Linked DNA regions of Delphinus delphis: region 1 is linked to region 2. The links are chromatin contacts, called in public Hi-C maps. All regions are on one chromosome and are shown on one strand. The core of a region is the stretch at or near the end of the contact, and the rest is flanking DNA. Distances in the headings are between cores, read along the strand shown.

Evidence for each region. Hi-C and Micro-C count contacts between places; a contact is called where the count stands out from the background.
Region 1: a Hi-C map of lung shows a contact between it and region 2, with 4 times the contacts expected there. The contact joins the promoter of RPL3 here to the promoter of CBX6 in region 2. A contact is called at or near these places in 2 of 3 Hi-C or Micro-C datasets (lung and muscle).

What each region holds. Positions count from the first base shown.
Region 1 is chr11:93,152,993-93,156,387 of mDelDel1.2, reverse strand. RPL3 (ribosomal protein L3) reads left to right here and starts at 1,998. Exons shown (of 10, transcript XM_060025687.1): 1 at 1,998-2,063. The coding sequence starts at 2,061. It overlaps LOC132434626 (small nucleolar RNA SNORD43), which reads left to right and starts at 2,547; the gene lies at 2,547-2,611.
Region 2 is chr11:92,897,146-92,900,245 of mDelDel1.2, reverse strand. CBX6 (chromobox 6) reads left to right here and starts at 1,337. Exons shown (of 5, transcript XM_060025678.1): 1 at 1,337-1,496; 2 at 1,677-1,720; 3 at 1,876-1,941; 4 at 2,084-2,150. The coding sequence starts at 1,428.

The sequences.
Region 1 (3,395 bases), core at 749-3,248, 260 kb before region 2:
TGTTTTGTAAATAAGTTCAATTGTATCATATTTTAGATTCCACATATAAGTGATATCACACGGTATTGGTCTTTCTCTTTCTGACTTACTTCACTCAGTATGATAATCTCTAGGTCAATCCATGTTGCTGTAAACGGCATTAAGAAAAATCTTCTTAAGTCATTTGGTGGCAAAAACCAAACTAACCTGAATTTTTTTTTTTTTTTTTTTGCGGTACTCGGGCCTCTCACTGTTGTGGCCTCTCCCGTTGCGGAGCACACGCTCCGGACGCGCAGGCTCAGCGGCCATGGCTCACGGCCCCAGCCGCTCCGCGGCATGTGGCATCTTCCCGGACCGGGGCATGAACCTGTGTTCCCTGCAACGGGAGGCAGACTCTCAACCACTGCACCACCAGGGAAGCCCTAACCTGAATTTTTTAGGTAGCTAAGTTAGCCTTTAACTGTGAGGCTATTTATACTTATCCCACTCCGTGTGAATATTCACGTTTCTTAGCAGAATTAACGTGTTTCATTCAACAGCTTAGGGATGATTACATAATATATAGTATGTGCACCATATTGCACGGTATTATCTAAAACATGAAGAATGCTGAATTTGGATACATATCTGGCCCCAAAGATTTCCAGTAAGGGGCTGAGGACTGTCAGAACTGCCACTGGGGGATGGCGCGAGGGTTACATGAGAGAATGTTTTTTTGTTTGTTTGTTTGTTCTGTTTTTTTGCGGTACGCGGGCCTCTCACTGTTGTGGCCTCTCCCGTTGCGGAGCACAGGCTCCGGACGTGCAGGCTCAGCGGCCATGGCTCACGGGCCCAGCCGATCCACGGCATGTGGGATCTTCCCGGACCGGGGCACGAACCCGCGTCCCCTGCATCGGCAGGCGGACTCTCAACCACTGCGCCACCAGGGAAGCCCGAGAGAATGTTTTTTAACAATGGTGTGAGCAATGGTCAGTCCCAGAATCCAAGAACAGGACGGGGTAGGATGGATGTGGAAGGTGGTATCTATGAAAAAGTGTGTGTATTCGCCTGCAGTGAAGAAGCTGGAGTAGCTAGTTAGGGCAGCTTCTTGGCTGGCAGGCTCAGAAGTTAAGGCTTAATCCACGGGAAACAACAAGGGTTGGGGGTGGGCGTGGGCAGGGTCATGGGAAGTAACAAAAAGGGATTTGATTCTTAGAAAGATTTGGAGGGGCAAGCCTGGAGGCAGGGAGAGCCGCTAGGAGCCGCCTAGGACCTAGGTGACCCCGAGCCCAAGCAGACATCAGCAAGGGCGATTCATGCAGAGTCTGGGAAGCAGAGAGGGCCAGGGTCCGTGAGGCCGGGCAGCTGGACCCAGGACCCTAGACGTGAGGTGGTTCCGTCGCCTAAGACCTTCAGAACCAAGCACGGGCCCCCACAGCCAGATTCTCGGAGGAATAGCCGAGATGGGGCTTGAGGGAGGGGGGCCCGAAATCAGGAAGCATTAAAGACAAGCTGGTACCGGGAAGCGGCTCTGGGTTGGGAGCCAGGAAACCAGGGTTCCTGTCTTTCCTCTCCAACTTCGAGCTGGTGGAAGCGGTGCGACTCGTCCCACTTCTACGTGCCTGCAAAATGGCAACAACGCTGTGTGGGACGGAAGCGGCATACCACGTGGGAAAGCGCCTTGGAACTGAAGCCCCAACAGGGTTACTCAATTCCAGAGGTTTTATATGAAACCTGCATTTCATATGAAAAGAACCGACGTAGCCATTTTCCTTCACCGTAACAGCCGTTTCATCAAATTTGGCTACTGCCCAACGCCTCAGGACAATTCCCTGCCGGAAAAAGTCCGAGACTTTTCACTAAGTTTGAACTCAGCCGCTCGCCGTAGAGCCTCTAAGTCCCGCCTACGAAATTGACGTCCCGGTCGGAACGTAAGCAAGGAGAGGACGAGCGTGCGTGGAAACGGCACCCAGTACCCGCCCCCCGACCCGACGTCTGCCGCGGGCGCGCGCTCGCACGCCGGAAGGGGCGGAGCCAGACTGGAATTTATATATGGCGCGCCGAGAGTCGAACGATCTCTACCGGCAGCATCCGACGGCAGCATGGTAAGGGACATTATGGCGGATTTCTATTTGTCTGTCGCGGCGGCATGAGTGAATCCGCGGCACATCCCCGCCATCTCGCCTCACCCGGTGCCGGGGTTCTGCTCTAGGAGCATGGGGCACTCAGCAGAATCAGCAGTCAGGTGTATTTTCTGAAAATGTCCGCGGCCTGAGGTTGGCTTTGGGCCTGCCGGTCGGCTGGCGAGAGGCCTTGCCACGGGAGCTGGGTTGGGGGGCCCAGGCCCGACAATCTCTAAGCCATGGATTATTCCTAGATCTCGGCCTTAGCATTCGAGATCCGAGTCATGAGCACTTTCGCCAGGAGGACCTTGGGTGGGAGCGTTTGGCACTGTTGTGAAAGTGGGAGGTGCAGAAATCCAGGCCGCAGGCGGCAGGGGAGGCTTTGTGTATGGGTTGTTGAATCCTCATTCTGAAACGTCTGGGACGGTTGGTACAACTCCTTGGGCCTCTAGAGTTATCAGAAACCAGAGATGATGAACTTATTGACGGGCGGACAGAGACTTTTGTGCTGATTGTCATGTTCTGATTTGGTTCTGTCGAGTTCTAGTGGCCTCCACTTGCCAGTTAGCTCCCGTTGGGAGCATGAGGAACCTTTACTACCATTACCTGCCACCCAGCCGTTTGACCAGGAGTCCCTATTGTGGACAGAATGTTTATTGGAGTACAGTTGCTTTACAGTGTTGTGTTTATGCTGCACGACAACGTGAATCAGCTATATGTATACATATATCCCCATATTCCCTCCCTCTTGCGTCTCCCTCCCGCCCTCCCTATCCCATCCTAGGTGGTCACACAGCACCGAGCTGATCTCCCCGTGCTCTGCAGCAGCTTCCCACCAGCCGTCCATTTTACATTTGGTAGTGTGTGTATGTCCATGCTACTCTCACTTCGTCCCAGCTTCTCCCCACCCCCGTGTCGTCAAGTCCGTTCTCTACGTCTGCGTCTTTATTCCTGCCCTGCCACTAGATTCATCAGTACTGTCTTTTCAGATTCCATATACGTGCGTTGGCATACGGTATTTTTCTTTTTCTGACTTCATTCTGTATGACAGACTCTAGGTCCATTCACCTCATTACAAATAACTCAGTTTCGTTCCTTATGGCTGAGTAACATTCCATCGTATATACATGCGTGGTCAGAATCTTAACTGACTCGCACATAAGGCTGCTTGTTAAGCGATTTTTAATGCCATTACCTGGTGTGCCTTTGTCCTCTTTAGAGGAAAAGGTGGGTGGTTCATGTTCTTTAACTTATAGGGTGAGGGTTTGAGATACATGTTTAACTCATTTGGCTGAATAATGCCCTTTAGATGTG
Region 2 (3,100 bases), core at 88-2,587:
TCTGTACTTAGTGACACCAAAAGCGGTCCACTTTATCTCATTAAGAGAGACAAATGGATTCCAGCTAGTGTGATATGATCCCATTTTGCTAAAAAGAAAGAATTTAAATCTATCTATATCATCTATATACAGTGTATATATGTGCATATATATGTGTTTATATAGGCATAGGACAGAGGCTGGAAGAAAATCCGTGAAGAGGTTAACGGTTTGATGGAGATTATAGACGGTTGCTTTTTTTCTTACTTTTAAAAAAATTTACAAAGTACAGGACTGTTGGTGTGATTTAAAAAACAATAAAAGTTTAAATAATACAAAATAAAAGAAATGGAGCGTTTTGTGTGGCAGGGCTACTTTGCGTCCCTTCCAAGACAGCCTAGGTCTCCCAGTCCCTCCCCAAATAGGAAGCTGGGCTCTGGTCTCCCCGTGAGCAATGGCGGAGCCATTAGAGGAACTGTAGGGCGCAGGAGGGTGACGCGGCACGGGGCCTGGGAATTAGAAAACATACAGACATGACCGCGAGGGCGGCTTCTGCCGAATGACCCAAGGATGACCCGCTTCGGGCCCAATCTGGTATGTGGGGAGTTCGTTGTCACCCCGCGGCCTCTCTCTTCCGAACCTCCCCACGGCCGCATCTTCCTCGCCGCGTCTTCACCCGACCTCCCGGGCGAGGGCAGGTGCCGCCCAAGACCCCGGCAGAAAAACAGATGCAAAGGATCACCCCCTTCCTCGGCCCCATTCACTGCCTCCCCCACCCTTTCCTGCGGTGGCGTTTTTGTTTTAATTCATCTGAACTGGTTACAAAACCACACTCCCACGAATACATAAATAATGGATAAGGGGTGGGGTGGGGGGCAATGTTTTAAAGAAATTCCCGCAGGGCCTGGCCAGGCAACAGCAAATGCATTTCTGCTGTATCATATTTAACTGTTTGCAAACTTCTGCTGGAAGGATGAGCAGCGGCTGCAGAGACTCCACTGCCCTTCCCCGCCCGGGGCCGGGAGAGACTTGCAAGGGAGGATTCAGAGGGAGAAGTTGTCAGCTCGCGGGGGCCGAGAAGATGCAGAGGGGAATGAGAAAGTGTTTGTAAGATTGCACCGCCCCCAGCCCGGCTTCGCGCAGGCCAAGCATCTCCCTCCCGGCCTCCGGCCCCGGTTCCCCCAACCAGGCTAGGCCCCTTTAAGAACCAGCGCGCGCCCCCGCCCCGCGTGCGCTCACTTTCCCTAGCAACCGCCCCGGGGGAGGAGAAGGTCCTGGCAACGGCGCGCCAGCCCAGAGGGTCACGTGATGGCCCGCAGCTGGAACGCGAGCGCGCGCCCCGCCGCGCGCCCGCCCGCCGAGCCTGGGCGCTGTGGCGCGTGCGCGAGCGGTGCAGCACCGGCCGCGGGAGCAGGGAGTATTATGGGCTGTGGGTGCCGCTGAGCAAGATGGAGCTGTCTGCAGTGGGCGAGCGGGTCTTCGCGGCCGAATCCATCATCAAACGGCGGATCCGAAAGGTTAGCCGCCTCCCAGGGCGGGACGCCTAGCCCCGCAGCCGGTCCCCAGATCCGCGGGCCATCGGGGCGAAGCGGTCCCGCTAACCCGGGCTTTCTCGACCACCCCCGCGCAGCCGCCTCCTCGCGTCCCCGCATCTTCCCCACCCCCACTCCCCCCTTTTTTCCTTCTCTGTTTTTCAGGGACGCATCGAGTACCTGGTGAAATGGAAGGGGTGGGCCATCAAGTGAGTGTCACGGGATCCAGGGGTGAGGGGGGAAGGGAGGCAGCGCACACCGGGGCCTTTTTTTTTTCCCTTGGAGGGTGCGCACATTTGCTCCCTCGCATGTGTCTCTGGCTCCCTGGTTTTCTTTTTTATTTTGTGCATGCGTAACTCGGCAGGTACAGCACTTGGGAGCCGGAGGAGAACATCCTGGACTCGCGGCTCATTGCAGCCTTCGAGCAGAAGTGAGTTTGGGAAGCTGGCAGGGGCGGCGGGGCTGAGGCTCGGCTGGGGCGCCGCGCGGGGAAGCGGGAGAGCCGGGGAGGGCAGCGCGGAGTGGGGCCCAGGAAGGGGCTCTTTTTAACCTCTGGCGTTTCTCGGCCGCAGGGAGAGGGAGCGTGAGCTGTATGGGCCCAAGAAGAGGGGACCCAAACCCAAAACTTTCCTCCTGAAGGTAACCTGGCCCAGCCCCAGCAGGCCCCTCTCGGGCCCCCAGCCCGGGCGCAACACGGGGCCTGCAGGGGAGGGACAGATCCGCGGCCGCCCAGGCGGGCGGGTCTTTCCAGAGGGGCCCCAGCTGGGCAAGGGGTGGTTGTGAGCCCCCGAAGAGCCCCTGGCAGCAGGCCCTGGCCAGCTCCAGCTTCAGCAAGAGGGGCCTGGGAATGGGGACAAGGGGGAAGGATAATCCTCGCTGACAAAACCAGGGTCTGGGGAGGCCAACAGGAAGGGGGTGGGTGAGGCAGGTGGGGTGCCCACCTGAGGGGGTGGCAGGGAGGGGTGGCTTCTGCACGTGAGAGCCCTCATCTCCCCCAGCCTTGAGCTGGTAGGGCTCTGCCTGGAATTAGAACCCAGGGGGAGAGTGAATTTGGTCTCCTTCATCGTGGGGAACAGGGAGAGGCTTTGTGGGGGGGGGGGGCACCTGCCTCCCTGCCCGCAGCTTCCCTCTCTCAGGATTTGTTCTGTATGCCTCCCCTCCTGACAGAGGGATCTAACTTGAATTTGACCTTAAATCACTTCACTTTGAGTTTTATCACCCAGGCTGGGCCACTGGTTCTCAGTTTTGCCCACTTCTGGCTGTCTCTGGAGGCTCTAATGAGGATGGAGAGTGGGAGAGTAAAAGCAGGGCACGTTAGCCTCGGCAAGGGAGGGCGACCTAGCTCCAGAGGAAGCCATCTTAGAGGTTTTTTGGTGTTTATTTTATTTTTTTTTAAGTGAGAAAGAACAGAGTCTGGGAAGGGAAGGTGAGATGACCCAAGGTGGCAGGCAAGGCTGCAGGCGGGCCTCCGTGGGCAACCACAGTCTCCCCCCCCCACCACTAGTGCTAAGGTTGTCTCAGGGCCCCTTCCCACCCCGACAGCCTGTGACTTTGTGGCAGTTGGCACGGGAAGGGCAGGCAGGACTCTG